Regions from separate parts of the Mus musculus genome. Here all the other regions are linked to region 2. A link is a contact called in public ChIA-PET and HiChIP or PLAC-seq data. All regions are on one chromosome and are shown on one strand. The core of a region is the stretch at or near the end of the contact, and the rest is flanking DNA. Distances in the headings are between cores, read along the strand shown.

Region 1 (3,498 bases), core at 260-2,759, 140 kb before region 2:
AGCAAGGTATTTCCACCACATGGGTGAGCTACTGTGAGTGTGAGCAGGGCCCCTGACACTCCCAGAGGAAGCAGCGAGGACCATCTATTCTCTGCATGGGGCTGTGTGCAGGAAGGGCTCCTTACCTCTCTGCTTTGCTCAGTCGAGGCTGCACCTTAGTAGAGCTGGACCCCCAGTGGGAGAGCCTGGCAGCCTGTCTTCTTTGTAGGGCTGAATCCTGTCGGGCTTTGTGTTCTTGGCTGTGCCCTTTGGAGTTGACTTGTGTTGTTGCTCATGAGAGGAAGTGGTCACGGTTCAAATGTCACAAGACTCATAGTTTATACAGTTTTAGTAAATTTTCTTGTCTCTTTTGTTTTGATGTGTGTGTGTGTGTGTGTGTGTGCATGTGGATGCAGATGTGTGTTTGGGTGTACTTGTACATGAGAATGGAGTGCAGATGTCAATATTTGATGTCTTCTGTTAGCCTCTGCTTTATTCATATTTGTTTGTTTGTCTATTTATTTATTTTGGTTTTTAGAAACAGGGTTTATTTATTTGTTTGTTCATTTTGACTTCCTGAGACAGGGTTTTTCTGTGTAGCCCTGGATATCCTGGCAGCTACTCTGTAGATCCGGCTGGACTCGAACTCAGAGCTCATCTGCCTCTACCTCCCCAGTGCTGGGATTAAAGATGAACACTACCACCGCCCGGCTTCCACTTCCTTCTTTTGAGACAGGGTGATTCACTGAATCTGGAGTTCATCATTTTGGCTAGACTGTCTGGCCAGTGGGCTCCTGGGACCTGACCGTCTCTTTTCCTCTGGTGCTGGTGTGCACAGATATGTGCTGCTATGCCTGGCTTTTTTCCTGGGTGCTGATGTGAACTCAGGTCCTCGTGCTTGGCCAGCAAATACTTTACACACGGATCCATCTCCAAAGTGCAGACTTCCCTGAGTAAACTTTCTTGAGTTGCTCCATGATGTAAGATAATTTCTAGAGGATTTAGAAGAAGTCATTTTCACCACATATAGTTACTTCACTCTGTACCTTATCCACAGAGCTTTTTCTAACAGCACGTGGCTCTAGGCAAGACCACAGGCTCTTTGTTCTGGGCATCGAAGTGGGAACCCTCATTTCAAATTATTAGAATGTTTTTGAAGTGCTGTGGGCTGAACTCAGGACTTTGAACATTGTAGGCAAGTCATTTACCACTGAGATCCATACCCCAGCCCCAAGGGACTGGAGGGAGAAAGGGTTTATTTTATTTTATTTTTTTGAGATACGGTCTTGCTATGTATGTAGCCCAGGCTGGCCTTGGACTGTTGATCCTTGTGCCTAACCAACCGAGTGTTAGGGTCACAGACCCACAACCCCATCTGGCTTAGAGATTCAGTTCTTGTCCAAGTATTATTTGTAATAACTCGGAGCGTGTTGCAAAGCTTGTCACAAAAGCCTCTACTTCCTGTCTCCCAGCTTTCTCCCTTATCTCTACTCCGCAGAGGCCTTCTGCAGTTACAGGAGCGCCTCACCTGCCAGCCTACTCTTTACTGAGGCTTCTCCTGGTGCCCTGTTGTCTCCCTTGCCCCACCCCCAGCCCCTCTCTTACTGCCAGCCCACTCTCTCTCCAAGGCTTCATTTTCTTGTGTTGGAGTGTTGAGCCTTGTCATTTACTTGGTGGCATGTACCTTGCTGTAGGAACATATGCTGGTGGAGCTTTGAGCAGGACTCCTGAGCCATGCTGGTGGGGTATGGCTAGCCACAGCCACCATTGGGGGTCATGGGAATTTCTTCTTATCAGGGCCTAAAGCACCCTTATCGCAGCTGTGGAGGTTGAGCCCTGTGACAACCGAGTTTAGATTCTTATTTAGGAATGCTGGTCTGGTTCCAATCTTTTCTCTCTCAAACAGCTCTGCAGCAAAAGTCTGTGAGCCTAGTGGCCAGATGAGTCACTAGGGGTGGCAGCCACAGGCAGCAAACATTTGTAATTTTGGTGGCATCTCTCCACTGTGGTTTGGCTACTGTGTTACCACCCAGAGCTCCGTGGGTTAGAGGCTTGGTACCTGGATGTTGGCACTGCAGAGTGTAAAGCTACCTTTTTGTTTTGTTTTGTTGTTTTTCAAGACGGGGTTTCTCTGTGTAGCCCTGGCTGTCCTGGAACTTGCTCTGTAGATCAGGCTGGCCTCGAACTCACAGAGATCTGCCTGCTTTTGCCTTCTGAGTGCCTGGGTTAAAGGTGTGTGCCACCCCACCCCCCAGCAGGTTCAAGAGCTTTAAGAGGAACATCCTAATTCGGTCTCTGTGGCAGTCAAGGGTATGACTCTCTCTGTGAGGCCTCTTGGTGATTATGGGGAGGAGCTCTCGGGCACTGTGTAGAGTTCGTAATCCTTTACTCTCGTAATCCTCCAACATTGCAATCTGCCCTGTATGTCACAGCAAGACACTTCCCAGAGCTGAGTCAATTCAGGTGCCGTGTCCCTGGCCTTCTGTGACCCAACCAGACCTCCTCATTAAGTTAGCTTCTTCAAGTATTTTGTCAAATGGTTAAACAGTGACTGACACCCTGTCAAAGTCACATCTTTGGAATGTGTCAATGTACACTATAAACAGTGACACTTGGGCAGAGTTCACAGAAGGCTAGATGCAGACAAGTCAATGGGTACAATGAAGGCCCAAGGGCTGATGCATGCCCCAAACCCCAGGGGACCTGAGGGGGAGGAGTTACAGGAGGCAGAGAAGACCATCTTGGCCGGATGCTGCCAGAACCCTTTCAGAATTCTAAGGATTCCCCACAGGCCCCTGAAGTTGTCTGTGTGGCCAGGAGGCAGGGACAGAGACAGGGTCTCATTTGAGCTCAACAACTGGTCACTGGCTGGCTAGCGAGCTCCAGGGAGCTGTGCATTTCTGCCCACCCAACACCAGGTCTACAGATGTGCTCCACCAACACCTGGCTTTTACACAGTTGCTGAGGACCCAACCTCAAGTCCTCATGTTGGTACTTCACCGAGAGAGAGAGCGCCATCTTCCAGCTTCACGCCCTGTTCCAAAAGTATATTACTACATTCCCAGGGATGATCCGGGAACCCCGCACCCTGCTCTGTTGAAGTTCATCTTGGGCCTAAGGATCAGACATATGGACACTCATGTGCAGGACGGGCGTACAAACATGTGTTTACTCCAACTCTAAAGTTTACAAGGGAGCTAGGCAGCAGGTTGTAATATACACATTGCCGACTCCATGACTCTGGTTTGTTTCAGTGACTTGTTTCACGGCTGTCGCCAGAGGGCTATCCTGATACCAGCAGGATGCAGAAGGAGATGGTGACTGCAGAAACAAGTCCTCTGGGAAGGACAGGATTGGGGACCCTCAGCAGAATGCCAGGGGCTAGCGTGGGCTCAGGGCTGGTGCAGGGACATCTCATGTTGTGCCACGATGCCTGCTGCAGTTACAGAGGCTCTCAAGCCACCTGGTGACAGACAGTGGTGTCACTCTCCACAGCACATGGCACTCAACAAGATCATG
Region 2 (3,205 bases), core at 518-3,017:
TTGCTGAACCAAGTTCTGGAGCTCTGGGGTCTCCAGCACCCCATAAAGCCCCACACTTGCCCTGGAGGGCTGATTCTTGGCTCCAGACTGAGCAGAGTTCCTTGTTGATCTTGCCCTTTCACTTTCTGTCTGTCCCTGCTCAAGGCCCTCCAGCACCCCCACCCCACACCCTCCATTTCTAGGGCACAGACCCTTCACTATAGCTGGTGTCATATCCTGTCCTAGAACTGTGTGCATGCCAGTCTGCTCTATGGGGCTCCTGGACTCTCTGGGGGACGGTACCCTGTTGCTATCTCCTTTGTGTCCCCAGAGCCCAGCAGAAAGCATGACCTAGATAATACAGAATCCAGTAGATAACTCCTGAATGTGTGGAAGGAAGCCAGAGCAAAACTCTTACCAAAACGTATTTTTTTTATCACAAATTGTTCTGACAGCTACTAGAAAGAGATTAAAAACATGAAAATATTTCACAAAGTGAGAATCAGCGTCTGTTTGCTTACAAGTTTCACAAGTTAAAGTCACCAACAAAATGGACAAAGCAGAGATAATAATAGGCAGGGATGGTCTTACTGTTCATTCACTGATCTGACTTTACAGATGAAACAACTACCTGTACTCACCATGCTATACAAAAAGGACGGGGCAATAAATCAGATAGCATCAATCCAGAGTAGGTACTGGATGGAAAATTAAAGAAACTGATGAGCGAGAATGACTAAGCGAGGGAAAAGGGTGGTCAAGCTAGGTAGGCCTCGCCTATAACAAGACACTGAACCACAGGAGGAAGCGATGTGAGAGAAGACAGCTGGGTAAAAATCTTATAGACAACTCTGAACATAGAGAAATCGAAGTGCAAAGGTCCTGAGGTAAATAAATGATTTTGGCATGCCCAAGGCAGGTGAGCTTAGGATAGGAGAGCAGAGATCTGCTTCTGTTAAGAGGGGAAGGAGTGGCGGAGGAGGTGGGCAGGGCCCACTCTGGCTTTGCTGGGCACTGAAGATGAATGACAAGGCTCGGGAGGGGGGGCAGAAGTGGGGGAGGACTCTAAGCGGATGAGGGGGAGTTCCTACGACACTCACATCAGCAAGGGAGCATTTATTTACCCACTCAGATGCTCTCAAATGTGCGCCTTAGGCTTCTCTGCCCTAACGCTTTGAGACAGTTACACTGCCCGTTAACAACCCCGACCAAACCCTAGACATTCTACCATTACTCCCGAGGGGAAAGCAGAGGGCCAGTGAGGGTCGCAGTCACCGCCAAGGTCGCGGGGACCAGAGCTCAGGCTCCAGGGCATGCAGCGGGGTGCAGCGACGTGCCTCACAGCTGGAGGAAAGGCGCCCACAGATCCCTGCGGGCAGGTCTGCTGGGGCCCGGCCAGACAGCCGGCCTGCAGCCCTGGGGCTGCACACACCAGGCGGGAGAGAACGACCGCGGAACCGTGGATAGCCGGGCAGTACCGAGCAGTCCACCCCCTGAGCCCCGCACCCCAGGCCCTGCGTGGCCCGAGCAGCCCCGCCAGGCCTAGCCGCCCGCCCGGCTCACCTCGGCTCCGCGCCGCCGCGCCGGAGGCAGAGGGAGGGCACGCTGGCGGCGATGCGTTCTGGCGGCACCCAGCTCCACGACCTGGACCCGGTCGCCCCGCCCCGCTCTGCTCCGCCCCGTCGCCGTCGCAGTGGGTGTGAGGGGCGCGGGGCGCTGCGACCCTTCCGGTCCGGTTCCCTTCTGCTCCGCTGCTGCCACCGCCGCCGCCGCCGCCGCGGCGCTCAGTCTGACGGATTCTTAGGCCAGCCAATCAGAACTAGGATATCCAGACAGGCGGGACCAATTGAGACTGGGGGTGGGCAAGGCTGGGCAGTACGGGCGTGGCTGGAGGCTGGGTGTGGGCGGGGCCAGTGGCGCGCTCTGGATGCCCTAGTGCAGAGTGGCGCCCCCTAGGCGGCTCGCCGTCTGACCGTCTGCTTGCTGGAAGAGCGTCCGCCAGTGTGCACAGAGTTAGGGATCCAGGTCAAGCTAGGACCGTCTCCTGAGCCCGCCCTCCAGGGCCAGGAGACCCGCATGCGCCGGAGAGGGTGGGCCAAGGGGAGCCAGAGCCGGGGAGGGGCGAGGCGTGACTTTGCGACTACAGTGTAGGAGCCATTGTCAGGCCTCGGTTGTAGCAGGTGCAAATGGAGAGGCGACTTGGAAAAGGACTAAAGACAGCCGGGTTAGACAAGAGTTCTGGGCATGATCAAGGACTTGAAGCCTGGGAACCTGGAGTACAACGGCCCCGGAGGAAGAACCAGGACAAGCCGCGGGGCCTTGGGGTTTGTTTTTCACTAAGGCAGATGCCACACTGAATGGGATCATAACAGGGGTGCGGCCAGATGTCCAGAAGGTGGGGGTTGGGGAGACGGTGACCATGACCCTGATGAGTCAGTGACGGGTATAGCCTAAAGAGGCCTCTTATAAGAGACAAGTTTCTGCTTTGGTGTAGAGGGGTGAGGAGGGTGTCCGTCCAGTGCTGAAGGGCTTCTAGACAGTGGGTCTTTAACACTGCTGCTTTTGTTGACGCTTCTGCAGACCTCTGGCTCTCAAGTAGGTTCCAGAAGGTCTGAGGTGAATCAGATGTTTGGAAAACTCAGAATTTGGGATTCTGACTACTCTGTGTTTTGATAGAGAGGCTGCAAGTGAGACAGGGACGTTGAACACACTGAGGGAAGCTACGAACAGGTTAGGCTGAGGACTGGTCAATAAGGGATTGGAAAAATGGAGACAGTAGTTGACAAGTGGTGTCTATGGTGGTAGAGCTGTAGTCACAAGATGCCAAGGAGGAGCCAGGGAGAAGGACTCTGCGTATAGGAAGATCAAGAGACTAGGAGGCCCCATGAATCTCCGCAGAATTTGAAGAGAGCTGTGACTCTGGTTTCAAGCACTGAACTAGGGTGGTGGAGGCTCAGAGGAGCAGTAGGGTCGAGAAGGGGATCCAGACAATCACAGTGTCTCTGTCCTATTCTGCTTTTATATTGGTGTGACAAGGCACAATGACCAGAAAGCACTTCGGGGAGGAGAGGGTTTATTTTGGATTAGAACTCTGAGGTCACACTCCATCGTTAAAGGAAGTAGGAAACTCAAGGCAGGAACCAAAGCAGAGGAAGTGGGGGAACGCAGCTCACTAGGTCAGGGATGGAACTGCCTCCAGTGTGCTAGGCCCTCCCACATCAATCAT
Region 3 (3,620 bases), core at 649-3,148, 150 kb after region 2:
TTGAGGGCAGTTTAGGAAAGGGAACACACAAAAATTATTTTTTAAAAGGTACACCACAAAAGTCTGTTTTTCACTGTTCTCCTCAGTGTGTTACACAGCAAACACATAGACAAATAAGTTGTTCTATGTCTCTTTTTTGATATAAAATTATGTTATATGTATATTTCACTACTGTGGGGATTTTTGTTTTTGTTTTTGTTCACTTACTCAATACAACATAATCTCCAGTTTCACTGAGATGGCTGATCATGTCCACTACCAAAACCATCTCTAAACTGGAATTCAGTTGCTGAGCCAACCCCAGTCTCAGCTTTTCTTGTCAGCCCCAGGAGACACAGCACTCCTTCTGTAGGTATCCTTGTCTACCTCTCTCTCCTCTTGCAGATAACTTACCCTCTGGATCTTTGGGCCAAGGCCTGCTAATCTTAGAGTGATTGTGGCTCAGGGTGGCAGGCACAATCTCCAGAAGTAGGTGAAGGTGATCTCGGAGACACTAGACGCTCTTGTTTGTAAGGTACCAATAGAAATGTCTCCATGCAAACTGCTCCTTCATGTAGCCTTGAGACTTGAGAGACTGCATGGCCTTCATTACATGAAGGTTGGACTGTTTCTTATCTGACAGCTTGGAGTCTTAGGTATATGGGTATCTTTCTTGGCAACCATCACTGCTTCCTTAAAAAGGAGTTCATAGATGGCAGTCTGGTTCTTCTTAGGCATCAGTATCATGCCAGCTGCAGGGTCCAAGGCGGGGTTGGAAAGAAGCGAGAAGAGATTTTTTGTTTGTTTGTTTTGGTTTTGGTTTTGGTTTTGGTTTTTCGAGGCAGGGTTTTTCTGTGTAGCCCTGGCTGTCCTGGAACTCACTTTGTAGACCAGGCTGGCCTCGAACTCAGAAATCCGCCTGCCTCTGCCTCCCGAGTGCTGGGATTAAAGGCGTGCGCCACCATGCAGGCGAGGTTTTTTTTTTTTAAGTGGTACTTTTTCTTTTTTAATGGTTCTTTTGACAAACAATACCATAATTATTTTATATTGCCCTAATATCTAAGGGCACATAGATAAAGGGTATAGTAGTTAAAGGGGTATATGGATTTGTAGTTTTGACATGTGATACTTTGGAGATTTTTTTTTTTTTTTACATAAATTAGGGTGGTTTGATGGTTTTCTTAATCTTTTTCTGCATTAGTTTTACATTCTTACTATATCTACTAGTTATTTTGCCTTTTTGTTTGTATGATAAATAGGGCATTCTATTTTATTTGATTAAGTCCACAAAATTGGTTAATAATGCATCCTATATGCTAACAGGGACATTCTTTGTCATGTGTGGGCTTTCTTTTTTCCTAAATCCTTGTAAATGTATGAGTTAGTTGCTTTGATTTCTTGGTTCACTATGCCTAATCCTTTAGGGTTTGTTGACTGAACTGCTGGAAATGTGTGTGTGCTTTAGGTACAACAGTCTTTTGTTGACTTCTTACATATCTGACTGACTTGGGGTAGGGTGGGGCGGGGTGGGGTATGAAAGAAGTATGAGAAGTACTGGACAGTAGTGCTCCTCTTTAGCCTACTATGTCAACTAGATGTTTAGATTTTTCTTCCCCCAGAATCTTTCTAGATGTGTAAGCTTTGGTTTCTTGGTAGGTTCATTAATTATCCCTTAGCTCCCTTTGATTTCAGGGAGCAGTATTTCTTCCTGTCTCCTGATATTTAGTAATAAAATATTCTGGGAACTTTAGAATGAATTCACTTACTAGAATAAGAGTCTTAAATTTCAGCCTATCTTAAGCCACTAAATCACCCTGGAGGACAGTTTCTGCTTAACTGTGGCATGTTAGACATTTCCAGACCAAGGTAGTCACAGTTTGATCAGAGAATAACTGACATGCAGAAATCAGCATGCGTAGGAGCGGGAGTGGTTAAAAGCACATGCTAGTCTTGAGGGGGCCCCCAGTTTCACTTCCTAGCACCCACATCAGGTAGCTCAAAAAAACCACCTGTCACTGGGGATTGGAAACCATTTTCTGGCCTCTGCCAGCACCTGTGTTATCCACACAGATACACTCACTTATACATAATTAAAAATAAGTTCTTAAAATCAGCATTTATTTACATTGTAATAATGTAATCAATCTATTCTGACCTGTAGATGTGCCTGTTAGTGCTCTTTCCTGAGAAAGAACCTGTGATCCCTCTTTGTTAATGTGCCATTGCTACATCTCTTCTCTTATCCTATACAAGATTGGTGTTTTATAGCAGTTATATAAATAAAATCATTCAATATGGTTTTTGTTGTTTTATTTTTCTGGTAGACATGTTTTCTGGGTGTCCTCAGCTGACCTTGAACTTGCTATGTAGCCAAGGATGACTTTGAATTTCTGATCTGTCTCCATGTCCTTCTATCTGGGGCATTCCATAGGCGTGCACTATACTCCTGGTATGTGTTGGTACTGGGAATCAAACCCAGGAAGGACTGCATGCATATTAAGCAAGTACTTTGCCATCTGAGATTCATCCTCACCTCCAGTGTGGGACAAATACGGCTACTGTAAATGGTCCTGTTGCTGTGGGTGTAGCTTTTATTTCTCTGGGGTAAATATCTTTTGTCAAATGGTAGTGTAGTTTTAAACATGAGGCTCTTAAAGCTGTTTTGAAATAGTTCCCTCCCTCCCTCCCCCCTCCCTCCCTCCCTCCCTCCCAGCTTTACTAGGTGACTTTGGCCTCCACCCCCAGGGCAGTAGCATGTAGTGAATGTTTAGGACTTACTCTCTGACTTGTAGTGCTATCAAATTGTGGCTTTAATTCTTCTTCTTCTTCTTCTTTTTTTTTTTTTTTAATTATTGCTGATACTGAACATCTTTCAGTATGACTTAGCCATCTGTTTGTCCTTTTTGTTGACGTGTTTGTTTAAATCTTGTACAAAGAGTATTTTAGAGTTCTGTATTGTCTTAATCCTTTTAAGCTATACCACAGGCTAGATAATTTATAAACAGTTCAAAGTTGTTTTATGGCTTCCTAATGCTATGGCCTTTTAATACAGCTCCTAATGTTGTGGTGACCAGTCACCCTCCCCCAAGCCATAAAATTATTTTCTACTTCATAACTGTAATTTTGCTATTGTTATGAATTGTAATATAATTACCTGTGGGTTTTGGTTTTTTTAATGGTCTTAGGTGACCCCTGTGAAAGGTCATTTAACACCTCTAAGGGATCAGGACCCACAGGTTGAGAGCCACTGTTCTAGAGACTGAGGAGGTGAGGTCCAAGGGCTGCATCGGGTGAGGGCCAGCGTAGATGAAAGCATGAGGTAAAAGAGAGTGTGTGAGAGAGAAGATGAAAAGAGACTAAACTTTCATAAATTGGTTTCTATTATAACACATGGGCAGAACACTGGTGACTCATACATCTTACATCATGTCTTGCTTCTCAACACTGTTGCCAAGATTGATTTTCCAACATAGGATTTTTAGAAGGTGCGTCCACACCATAGTGTGTGTATGATAGACCCTGATGCCAGGTAGTACTAGCCCTCCAGCTTCATTGTGTTGTTTCTTTCTTTAGTGATCATCAGTTTTATAGTTGCTGTACACTTCACATATCTTCACTTAGCTATTCTTAGGACATGTCAT

The links. ChIA-PET counts read pairs in DNA pulled down with a chosen protein or histone mark. HiChIP or PLAC-seq counts read pairs in DNA pulled down with a chosen protein or histone mark.
Region 1: an RNA polymerase II ChIA-PET map of memory CD8 T cells shows a contact between it and region 2, with 50 read pairs. The contact joins the enhancer-like site here to the promoter of Mapk9 in region 2. A contact is called at or near these places in 3 of 484 Hi-C or Micro-C datasets (CD4 T cells, erythroid progenitors and natural killer cells) and 2 of 115 datasets of contacts at active chromatin or transcription factors (effector CD8 T cells and memory CD8 T cells).
Region 3: a contact with region 2 is called in a BATF HiChIP or PLAC-seq map of CD8 T cells, with 9 read pairs. The contact joins the enhancer-like site here to the promoter of Mapk9 in region 2. A contact is called at or near these places in 2 of 39 promoter capture datasets (the HPC-7 cell line and cranial neural crest), 2 of 484 Hi-C or Micro-C datasets (centrocytes and embryonic stem cells), 18 of 115 datasets of contacts at active chromatin or transcription factors (the 230-238 cell line, CD8 T cells, VIP interneurons and 10 more) and 3 of 9 other capture datasets (adipose tissue, liver and pancreatic islet).

The regions. Positions count from the first base shown.
Region 1 is chr11:49,979,847-49,983,344 of GRCm38.p6, reverse strand. It overlaps Rasgef1c (RasGEF domain family, member 1C), which reads right to left. Exons shown (of 14, transcript NM_029004.1): 14 at 3,122-3,498. Among named protein-coding and RNA genes, the nearest start is that of Rnf130, 44 kb to the left of the region's middle. Within about 2 kb of position 1,509, at least 68 of the 459 cell types and tissues checked have an H3K27ac peak or open chromatin away from gene starts, as enhancers often do. A contact at or near this core is called in erythroid progenitors and memory CD8 T cells, where this site is marked.
Region 2 is chr11:49,845,313-49,848,517 of GRCm38.p6, reverse strand. Mapk9 (mitogen-activated protein kinase 9) reads right to left here and starts at 1,767. Exons shown (of 12, transcript NM_207692.2): 1 at 1,543-1,767. It overlaps Gm36507 (a long non-coding RNA gene), which reads left to right and starts at 2,221. Exons shown (of 4, transcript XR_003949545.1): 1 at 2,221-2,303.
Region 3 is chr11:49,694,984-49,698,603 of GRCm38.p6, reverse strand. All of the region lies in intron 2 of Cnot6 (CCR4-NOT transcription complex, subunit 6), which reads left to right. It also overlaps the pseudogene Gm12192. Among named protein-coding and RNA genes, the nearest start is that of Cnot6, 16 kb to the left of the region's middle. Within about 2 kb of position 1,898, at least 30 of the 459 cell types and tissues checked have an H3K27ac peak or open chromatin away from gene starts, as enhancers often do. A contact at or near this core is called in the 230-238 cell line, CD8 T cells and centrocytes, where this site is marked.